2 separate regions of the Xenopus laevis genome follow, and region 2 is linked to region 1. Evidence: chromatin contacts called from public Hi-C data. All regions are on one chromosome and are shown on one strand. The core of a region is the stretch at or near the end of the contact, and the rest is flanking DNA. Distances in the headings are between cores, read along the strand shown. Region 1 holds the start of krt12.4.S (Keratin 12, gene 4 S homeolog). Region 2 has its middle 11 kb from the start of krt12.6.S.

Region 1 (5,589 bases), core at 2,045-4,544:
CAGGGGCATAAGTCTGAAAGTACTAAGAGAATACTGAAACCCTCTAGGGATGCCAATCATTTTACAAGAAAACTAAAAATGAAATAGGGATGGGGTTTTGGAGGTGTGAAAAGCATCCCTACTGGGCAGTTTCAGAGCTTCCATATTATACAGAGAAATGTGGAGGCAAATACATCTTGGGCCTATTTTCAGAACCTGAAGAACAAGTAGCATAACTGTTATTGATATTATATCAGTGTGATAGCATTTTCACCCCTGCCACTGTAAAAGCTGGTTGGAGAGAGAAATACTAAGGTTAGAAAGGAGCAAAGCTCAAAATGTGCATGACCAACTCCATATAGGAGGTTCCACTGGTCATTGAGCCACAAGTAGAGTTGGGTTGTTTTGTAAATTAGTTATGGTTTTCTTTTTTCATTTTATTGATTTAACAGTGTTCTCTTAAGGAATTATCAATAAGTGAAGTTTTCACAATTACCTGTTTTGGCCTCCACTGAACTTGCCTTTGACACTGTGGTCACCTGTCTGTAGAAACAAGACAAACAGAATAAATTTATTAGGACATAAATGGGGAGAACGTTCTTCTGTTTTTCTAAAAGACAAGTTTCTTGAAAAGTGAGGGTTACTGTTTAACAAAGAGCATGGATAGACCCATAAAATGCTCTATCGTAAAATGTTTTTTTTGACTACTGCTGTTGAGAATCCATCTCAAATTGAGAACCATACAATGGGGTCGTGTGCTTATTAACGTATGGATATCAAAGTGATCCAAGTGAATTTATACTTTTTTTTTTTTTATGAACTTACCCCAGTTCTCCATCCAGCAGGCGCCTGTATGTCTCAATCTCCATTTCCAGCCGGGTCTTAATGTCAAGGAGGAGCTTGTACTCAGTGTTCTGATGTTCCATGTCAGACCTAATCTGGAGAAGCTGTTCCTCCAGGCTGCTGATGGCGTTCTGAATCTGTTGAAGTTGTGCTGAATAGAAGCCTTGTAGCTCATTCAGGTTTCCTTCAACTGATTGTTTCTGGGGAGGAGAGGAAGAAAAATGGTTGTTTATTGACTGATTCTTAAATGACTCACACAATCTATATTTTAATTTTGAAATGTTAATATTTTGACTTACCATTGCCATCTGGGATTGCAGCTCAATTTCCAAGCTCTGAAGGGACCGTCTTAGCTCAGTGATTTCGCTCTTGCTGGCCTGCACTTGTTCAACGCCAACAGAAATCTCTTTCTTCAGCTCACCACTCTGCAATGATAGACCTTATTAGAGCTAAAAGGAATCCACTGAAGCATTCTCCAAAATAAATAATACTCTTATGCATACTCACTGCATCTGTACATAAAGACCAGTATCTATATGAAGATACCAGAAAGTGAATAATGGGACCCTGCTGTATAAGGATACTTGATCATCAGTGGTATGTGCAGAAAGACTATACTTGAATACCTGGACCTTATGTTGGTCTAAATTATTAAGAGACTACAAACTCCATGATGTACTGTAATTCCCTCACTCACAGGCGCATGGCAGTAGTAACTAGAACAGATCCTGTACTCCCTACATATAGTCTACAATAAAATGTTAATTTCTTTAATTCATTCCTTTAATTGCTTGATTTATAATAAATACCTTCTGGTTGAACCACAACTCTGCATCCCTGCGGTTCTTCTCAGCCAATACTTCATAGTCAGCTCTCATGTTATTGAGAATGTTGGTGAGATCCACACCTGGAGCAGCGTCCATTTCAACGCTCACTTTGCCGGCACTCTGGCTCTTTGCATGGCTCATCTCCTGGTCAACCAAATCACAGCATGTATTGGAATATGTTAGTTTCTTAACATACATCTTAGAAAAATGGAATTTAGTATCAAATAGCACTACTCAACTGAAGGTTTTATTATTGGGAAGTGACCATGTATGTGTCCTACCACTCACCTCTTCATGGTTCTTCTTGAGGTAGGCCAGCTCTTCAGTCAAGCTCTCAATCTGCATCTCAAGATCACCTCTAGCGAGGTTCAACTCATCCAGGACTTTACGCAGGCCATTGATATCAACCTCCACACTCTGGCGAAGAGTCAGCTCATTCTCAAACCTTAAAGAGGGGGAAAAAAGTTATAAAAATCCCAATTGTCAGTTTGGTGGGGCAGTAGAACTTACTATATGTGTGTGGTTTTCCCCAGGTGCACCAGTTTAAACAGTTCACAACATTTTTGACCATGGTCTTGACTATGTGCATCGATTCTGCTTTAATTGGAGATTCACCGATATTTGAAAAGTCAATAGTTTACAACTTACTTAAGTCTGAAGTCATCAGCAGCCAGTCTAGCGTTGTCGATTTGCAGAGTCACTGTAGCGTTATCAATAGTTGCAATGCGAATCTAGAAAGATATGAATAAAAATATTTGAGACTTTTTATCTTCTGGAAGTACGAATTCTGTATATTTTTTGGTACATGTTATTGGGATCAATGAGTACAAAAGGCTGAATCCCTACTCCTGCTTTATGCAAGTAACGGTTTTCATTCTGGGTGTGTCTAACTAACTGTTTAAGTGGGGTGGAAGATTGACATACATTATCACCCAGACGTTACAGCTCCATTCACTTAATGTAATTATTGAGCTTAATAAACTTATTTTAAAAAAATGCTTAGAAGAAAACCGTGGTGGTAAATTGTATTTTAAAAACAAGAAAGTTAGACCTCACTTTTCTAGTCGTAGCTAAGCATTCCTAACATACCCTCAAATGGCATGCTTAATTGAGAATTCTTCAGCTAATGTTTACAAATATTAAGAATAATTACAAAAAAAGACAGTTATACCTTGTTCCTCAGCTCAGCGATGATTTCAAAATATTTGCTGTAATCTTTAGACCCAGCGCCAAGGCCATCACCAGGTTGCTTATCATACCAGGTGCGGATCTTCACTTCCAGCTCAGCATTGGCGGCTTCCAGGGCTCTCACTTTCTCCAGGTAGGTAGCAAGACGATCGTTGAGGTTCTGCATGGCATGCTTTTCATTTCCACCAAAGTTGCTTAAGCCGGAACTGGCTGCTGCTGCCATCGCAAAGTTACCTCCAGAGGAAGAAAAGCTAGAGCCTGCACCGCTGCTAAAGCCTCCTCCATAGCTGCTGCCTCCTGCTCCATAGTTGCTGCCTCCTGCTCCAAAGTTGCTGCCTCCAAAGCCACCTTTGCCAGATGAGCTTGAATAGTGAGAAGCAGCGCTGGATCTATAGGAAGTCATGATGACTGATTATTGGTAGATATTCTCTGACAAGTCAGCTAGGACAAAGCAGAATGCAAAGATGCAATGTTTGCTTCCAGTCCATGCATATATATACACATTCTGCGGTGGGTGGTCTTTTTCCAAACCTGACGTCCTCCTATAAGGAAAATTCCTTTTTTTTTGGCCAGGTCACCACAATGCACTAATGCAATTATCCATCTCTGTATCAGTTATGTAGCCCCGGGGTGTTTGTTCAACACAAACTTGGTTACAAACTGGTTGGGGTGAATTCTTGGAAGAGTTTCACTTGAGGTTGCAGCACCACTCTCACCTTGCTCCAGGCTTCTTTCTACCAGATCCGCAGCTTCTTCTTCTCTGATAATTCACTGCAATTAGAAAACTAAATGAGAGAGAAAAGTCAATTTTTCATTTGGACCCAAAAACATTTTCAATGTTGTCCAATATGTAATAAAACTGCAAATGCATGAAAAAACACGTTGACTGAATCTTCAGCAATTCTAGTAATGTCACAGAGGTCAACTTTAGCTAGAGATGAGATAGAGGAGTGCAAGGGCTGACAGGTGAGGTCTGAATATCTATTTAGGGACCAGTACAGTATAAGCTGTGCTCATGTTATAATAAACATTTATAGATGCCACCCAGTCAACCAACGTTAAAAAATTGAGGCGTTACATTTACCAGAACATTTCCCTTTGTACTGTAAGATAAAACAGGTTGACCATAGTCCGAACCTTAGACAGTAATCTCCACTGGGACAGAGACCAATATGAATGATGGTCAAAGATGACAGCTATATTTTTAAATGTTCTATATTACACTCCTTTGGACTGGAGATCCAGTGTCGTATGGTCAGGAGGAACCATTGAATGCAAATAAATAACCCCTACTTATATGATAGCAGCTCAAAGCTGCACTTTGGGTGCCACCTTAACTTTTAGGGTTTTCTAAAAGATTCCTCAAAATTAACATGCAAAACGAAATAAAATATGCTAGATTATGATGTTTCTTGGTTTGGGGAGCCAAAAATGTTGTTGAGCTGCACATTTGGAACCTTCAGTGATGTTGCTTTTCTCCAACACTTTGAGAAGATCGGCCATGGTTTTAGGTCCACAAAGGGGATTAACTCCCACCTGCCATAACAAATATATCACTACTTGATTGGCTCACTCATTTGTGAAGAGGTTTATTGCTTTCAAATAAACAGAAGTGACTATCACTAATCATTTTACGGTACAATGAAATAAATGGCAGTTAATTAATGGCAATTACAGTAATGATGTTCATTTATGTGGAGGAGGCCAGGCTGCTGCAGAACTTGCTGCTGTTGGACAGGTTGATCCAGGGCTGGGGGGTCACTAAGTGAAAAGAGAAAAGGAGCAGCATTCCTCTTCCAAAATTGCAAGTTGTTTGTAAAGAATGTGAGTGTCGGCTGCAGCCGCCATTAAGAATTAGTGATGTCAATCAAGCTTGCCATTTTGGCCAGGAGAGTTCCAGCACAAGCTCAGATCTGATAGGCTTGTTGCATTGTGTTTTTGGAGCTGAAGCATTTCTAGATCATATTTATATTATCTGCTATTATTTGTATAAAATATGGAAATGGCATTTGTTGGGCAAAGTTCTGGTCTTTGGGCAAAGTGCAAGTCAAAAGGCTTATACTGGAATATTTGCCCCAGCTATTGCTCTTTATATTTGTTTTATTCTGGGTCACTTTTGTTCTGCTGCTCTGGAATTGAAACTGTTGTTTGGTTTGTTCTCTGGTCACCTAGAAACCAGCCGATGGTTTGACTGACAGACTGGGAGATAAAGAGACACTGAACAGAAATCCAAGGAACAGCCTCGGGGGGAATGTGTTTTGTGCTTCACGAGATCAGTGAGACGACAAACTGACATCCAAATAGCACAAAATAAAAAAAAATTGCCTGAGAAAATATCACTTTGTGCATAATAATAACCTCATAATAATAACCGCATAATAATAACCACATTATAATAACCGCATAATAATAACCGCATAATAATAACCACATTATAATAACCGCATAATAATAACCACATTATAATAACCGCATAATAATAACCGCATTAGTGAACTGGCGATGTCCCTGTGGATTGGATTTCTGGCGGTTTTCAGTAGTAACTGCTACTTCGCCCTTTAGTAAATCTGCCCCTATGGCTTTGTTGTATTGCAGAGCTTTCTGTATAATGGGTTTCCACATAATAGATCCAATACTTGCCATATACTGGGCTAAAGAACCAAAATGATTAGGGGGCTTATTAAAGAACCAAATATTTGCACAAATCAGCAGGTTTTGAGACTTTTTGTAGCATTTGTAGCATTGCTGATTG
Region 2 (6,167 bases), core at 2,129-4,628, 33 kb before region 1:
AGTGCGCCTGGAAGCTGGAACCTGCATGAATAGGGACCTGGAGGAAGGTCTCACATGGGAGGGGGCTGAGGTGTCTACCACATCAGAATGTTTCTGCTCCTGAAGCAAAATGCTGGAGATAAATAAAATAATTTCAAGCATGTTATATTTTGTAAAATGAGTTTTCATGGCTTTGCATTGCCTTTGTTAAGACACAGGATAACCCCAATAACTGCAATAGGCAGACCCATTGCTCTTCTTAGATGCCACCATGTGGACTGCCTTCTAAACCTGAACTGTGAAATTTCAATAGATAATTGAAGGACTTCTAAATTACAGTAAGGGTGGGTACATTATACTCTCTATAAAAGTATCAAAGGGTATTAGAAGTAACAAGTGGGATCCATGGCCATTGAAACACAAGGGCAGGCTGAGTGCTTACAGTTTGCTGTAGAACCACCAATATGTATGTGAAGAGCTAAGTAAACACTTGGTTAAAATCTAAATTACTACTTATGGTCAAGTAATAGCTCTCTGTATTGTTAATAAAATGCCACACTGATACTTACAGTCCTCCATTTATAGAAACAAGCATTCTCCCCCACATTTGAACATGTGGTCATTGTTTGTAGGACACATTGTCCAAAAAGGATCATTCTGCAACACAGTCCCCCAGAAATGTTGTATTGGGGTCCTGAAGGGATATCATAGGTGCAAGGCGTTGCATTACATTTATCGGCACCACATAGGAGCACATAGTCAAGCATCTAAATGACATCCAGGGGGTATAGGGACGCAACTCTGGGTGGCACAGCTTTTGCTGAGACCCTAAAAAACATTTCATAGTGTTCAGTATGTCACAAGGGGACCCAAATGTTATATGTTATTTATTTTCATTAAAATAAAAGATGGCTTCATGTTGGCATTACTATATGTCTTAATATATATATATATAGTTTGCTTGTTAATCTCTTTATTCTATTCTACCTTCTCTCTATGGGCCGTGGCCAGGAGCAACCTATGACCAGCATGCACTGCACTTGCACTCAGCCTGGGCCCAAGTATTTATTGGGCAGCGAGGGAGTGTCTGGAATGAGAATTACTGCTTTTATGATTCATTTGTGGCTTCATTTTCTCACACAGTAAATAAATCTGTCAGACAGAAAGTTACTTGTTGTTTCTGCAGAATTTCCTATATTTTCCTAACTTTTACCAGAAAACAAATAATGAAAATACACTGCAATAGAGTCCAGCACAGGTCCAATTGGAAGGTCCCATGCCGACCCATGCCCGACCCCTAACCAGTGGCGTAACTAGATATTACTGGGCACAGCAAATTATTCTACTTGTTTTACCAGTATTTATTCAAAATGTATATGAATTAGGGCCTCATGGGGCTCCTTAAACTCCTGGGTCCCCTTGCAGCGACAGGGTCTGCTTCTTTTATAGTTACACCCCAGCCCCTAACCCAGAGCCACTACCCAGACCCTATAAGTTAAACTAACCTTCCGACCCAGGACCTGCGAAACCTGAAAGCGCTGTCACCGCAGACCGGAAGTGACGTCACTCCTGGGCCCATTCATTTGGAAATGTACCAAAATACCAAATAAAACCAAACCCTTTACCCTTGTGGTCCCCAGCACCTGATGATGGCATTGCACATCACTCCCATTTGATCTGATATGCAGGTTACTTGGGGCAGCTGGGGACTGAATGGATCATCCCATGGGCACTCAATGAAAGGAAAGCCTGGCATATAAAATGATTAAATCCTAAATCAAAATTGTCATGAGAGAAACCACTGTGTTCATGTGTCCAAGGGTTATGGTCTTAAGAGACCTTAAGGTTGAAGCCCCAAAATCACCCAGTATCAATGGGTCATGTTGAAGCATCAATGAGGGGTGCATACAGGGTGCTTTTTCCCATTCTTAGTTCTCTCCTACTGGCCAGTCCTGGAGCATGTGACTATCACACCTTCTCTGTCTTTGACATTAATTCTGGGGTCTTAAAAGTATTTCAAGGTCTTTACATGATTATATGTAATTTAACTTTGATTTGAAAAGTAGGGTGATTTCCTTAACATTATTACTACAGTCACAGGCTAGGCTCAATAAGATTCCTGTAGAAAGCCCTGGCGTTCACCCAGATCCCAACAGAACCTTTAACGCTAATCACTCTTGTCGGATTTCTTGTTCAGTCCCGCACCACAATAACGGAGAAAATACCAAACTCACATACACAATGGTGTGAGATTGGGAGCTGTAGTTTAACATCTGAAGATCTATGGGGGCATTAAATTATGCACACCTCTGAGATTGCAAAATCATGTTGCTTGCTCTTTTATTATAGCAATTAAATCATATAATGTTTTAAAAAATCGAAATACCTTAAAGACATAATTGCAACCCTGTACTGATGCCATCTGTGCCAACCATGAACTTGGATGTCATTGAAGGAGAATTTTATGGCGTAACCACTACAGTGGCACTGGGGCCAAGAATGCTGGCAAAGCATCTGGATCAGAAATAGAAATCAGGGGGCACTGCTGAAGTTTCTGGATATTATTATAACTATAGAACATGTACCCATGCAACTCTACAGTTACTGAACTCCAGTATAACTTTGAGAAGCTGACCCTACAGTGTTGTCTACGGAGTCTGAGGGTAGGAGTACTCTTGTGTTTTCTCAAGAATTTTTATAGAAGGGAGATTTTTCAATGTCTTGCCCTTGAGATCTAGAAGATCTGGTTCTACCACCTTGGTCCTCTGTGTCTTATATCTGATAGGACGGTAGAGCTTGGTGGCACTTTGGCCAGAGAGTGGTGGCAAGGGCATTTCATGCCAAGTTTAACCATGGATCACAACAAGAGTTTAGTCTGTTGGGTGGTATCATGTAATGCACTCACAGCACAATATTGGCAGGTTGCTTCACTCATTGGGCTGCAGAGTTTGTGCCACTAACATTCTTTCTTCATACAATAAACCTGTTACCAGTTAAATAATTTTTAAACAAAGTCACCTCAAGCCAGAAGATCAAAAGACTTATGTTGCAAAAGAAATAGAATGGCATGCAAATGTAATATTGCCACCAAGCATATTTGAAATGACTTGCTCTAGATATTTCTACAGAAAATATATGACTAACCCTAACCCTTCTTGGGACCGATCATTGTTAAGAAACACATCAAATCCTTAATGTTTTCTAATATACCATGTGTTTTCAAGGTGCAATCAAGAAACAGGTGCAAAGGTTGCCTGCTTTTAGCCCTGTTTTTTCCATGCACATATAGGCACAACTCTTTGCACTGCTGTCAGTGGCATCCCTTGGCACCCCACTACCATGCTCATCATTCAGGATCTAAAGCAGAGGTGCCAGATGATTGTACTTAAATAGTTTATCCCTAATACAGGGCTCCCTTGTCCTTGTGCAACGATTGCCTTCCACCTTATACTGGTTTTCAAATCACAAAAGAAAGATCCCAGCTTTAATTAGGATGATCGGGGTGGCAAGTGAAGGAAAATAAATGCTATCCAACCATGTGCAAAGGTGTCCTACTAACTGTCACTGACCTGTATTTATGAAAATCTTACCATGGCCAGACAGTAATTGATCTACTTAGTGGTGATCTGACCAGGTATTAGTGAAAATTAAGATATCTCAATGTTTACCCTGTGACCAACAATCAGATCTAGGTGGTCTGAGCAGAACCACAAACTGCCCCAAAAGTTCCTCGTTCAATGTGATTTTTCTCCCCTTCCAAGCCCCTTAAGATATCAGTTTAGTGGTGTTAGTCCAATAGTCCAATAGTCAAGAAAGTCAGCCTCCAGTATTGGTTGTGGACACCTTAACATGATCCATATTAGAATTATGACAGTTGCGGAACACTGGGACATACAACTGTGCTGTTTATATAACAACAACTTGCATTTACATTCAATTGCAAATGAATGTGTAGAAGTTATTAGGTGGTTCTGCTCTTTGATGACACATTTTGTGGTTGTAGTAAAAATGTCATATATTCTCAGGTTACATCACTACAATAACCGCTTGTCGCTGTGGGGCATTTGCTTGAAGCTGCTTGTTAAAGGGAAAAGTACTTAAATAAGGGAAGGGTCAGGTGTAGCCCAGCCAGTTAAGCCTGTTCTCCGTACAATATGAAGTCTGTAGGGTGAGACAATACTGGGTGTGTTTACTAAAAGAAAAAACACTTCTAATCGCTGGTTTCTCATTGACTAAAATTTCTAAATTCCAAGTGTATTTGCCACAACAAATATGTGTTTTTCTGTAAAAAAAAAAAGGATATATATCATCTTCTGAACTTGTGTAGCTACAGGCTTGTGATTTCTTGCAGGAAGACTCAGGTTGCTCTAGTAGGGTATTCAGGTGCAAGAACATTCCAAATTGCACCTTCACTCCACCTTGGGACCTCTATAGTTTTTCTTTTTGAGCAGTAATATGATAAATATAATGCAAAGTCAACTAGACTTGTCAACTCTTTGAAAGCCCATCAGATTGGTTGCATTCCATGATAGTTGAACCATCTGCAGAAACTGTGTACATTATTTTATTCACCTGAAGGTGAAAAGTTTGTGAAAAGAGCTGTTTCTTCCATACATACATACATAAACTTTTTTGTACCCTGCCCTGAGTTCATTCATCGTCAGGTGTTGAGGGTTTTTATTCATTTTTCTTCTACTTTCTACTGTAACTACTGTAGAGGAGTAACAGGAAAAGGGGTTATTTTCCCTTTCTTGTTTGAGAAATGAGGACTGGGGGTTCGCTCGTTTTAGGCTTCGAAAAGAAAATCCCATACCACGTTTGCATCAATTCTGTAGCAGTAAAGCTGGACTGGATCATGAACTCAAGTTGATTTGGGTTCGAAGAAATATAATGATATTCCAGCAGTGCTGGAACAACAATATCTAAATAGGTGTTTTCTTGGCAGGTAATGCCTTGGCAAGTGACCTATTAAAGATATATATAAAATTATGGGCAGCAATCTATAGCAACCAATCGGTGATTAGCTTTTTTCAGCCCGCTGCAGGTAAAACAATGAAGGAACATTTGATTGGCATGGGTACTGCCCATGTACAACCCTATCCAGATAAAATACGTCCAATGGAATCACAAGTACTGGCCATTTTTGATAGTTAAAAGAAATGTTAAAATAACAGTCCACAATTCTAATACCTAGAATTTTAGTTTGCATTCCTAAAGTGTAGGCATGGACACATATTTATCTATTGTGACAGATCAGAAGAATGTTTAAAATTCTTCCAGCTCCTAGAACAGGGCAATACATGGAATTTATAAAGGGTACTTTGCTGAAATGAATATGTGCTGGCCCAGCCCAGAAAACCAGGTTCAAACAACATGCACATTTACACCCTCGAAAGACAGCTTGAAAATAAGCTCTGATCTATTGACTTTGATGTATTGTTCCACCTTATCCCCAAAACCAATCATTACTATAGGACCAGAAATAACAATAATTAACACAGAAAATATTTAAATTTATTTCATTTATTTTAAACTTTATTAGAAGGTATGCCAAGTTTGTTGTAAATGGATAATGGATTGTTGCTGCAACTGGTCCAATTGCCCTCTTGGCTTCAGGAAGGAATTTCCCCCATCTGTGGGTTCAGATGAGAATTTCTTGCCTTCCTCTGGATCAGAATTGTTTTATGTTGCTTCTTAGTCCCCAACAGTTAAGAATAAAACTTGGGACATTTTGGATCAGACCCCCAGCCCACCCTCCCTGCCCTTTGGGGGTCTGCTTTTATGGACTATCCAGCAAAATTCAGTTCTGTTGGTAAGTGTGAAGGTTCTACATCTCTACCAGATATTCTGTAAAGTACTTGAATTCTGTCCATCTATACTGTAGCTCAGAGACTAAATGTTTGTCTTAAGTCTAGCAGGGGAATACCGAATATCTCCAATCTGATCTTGGGAAATAATTTAGATAGGATTCCTAGGAAAAGTGACTTCTTCTCTTCCTTGTCACACTTGGAGGTCTGAAGTTCTGCAATTTCTGCTTTTAGTTCTTTCACCTCCTGGTTTAGCATTTCCATCTCTCCCTGAATGTTCTTAACTTGGACTTTGACTTCCTCAAAATCCTCTTTAAATTTTGCTGCCATATCGACAACACTATTCATCAACTGAATAATTTCTCTAAATTCTTCCCCATG

The links. A called contact is a pair of places that touch in the nucleus more often than the background predicts.
Region 2: a Hi-C map of the XL177 cell line shows a contact between it and region 1, with 1.8 times the contacts expected there. The contact joins the enhancer-like site here to the promoter of krt12.4.S in region 1. A contact is called at or near these places in 2 of 4 Hi-C or Micro-C datasets (the XL177 cell line and animal cap).

The regions. Positions count from the first base shown.
Region 1 is chr9_10S:1,160,495-1,166,083 of Xenopus_laevis_v10.1, reverse strand. krt12.4.S (Keratin 12, gene 4 S homeolog) reads right to left here and starts at 3,294. Exons shown (of 8, transcript NM_001085987.1): 1 at 2,821-3,294; 2 at 2,298-2,380; 3 at 1,938-2,094; 4 at 1,632-1,793; 5 at 1,122-1,247; 6 at 805-1,022; 7 at 476-522. The coding sequence starts at 3,060.
Region 2 is chr9_10S:1,193,427-1,199,593 of Xenopus_laevis_v10.1, reverse strand. No RefSeq gene overlaps it. Among protein-coding and RNA genes, the nearest start is that of krt12.6.S, 11 kb to the right of the region's middle. Within about 2 kb of position 3,378, at least 1 of the 7 cell types and tissues checked has an H3K27ac peak or open chromatin away from gene starts, as enhancers often do.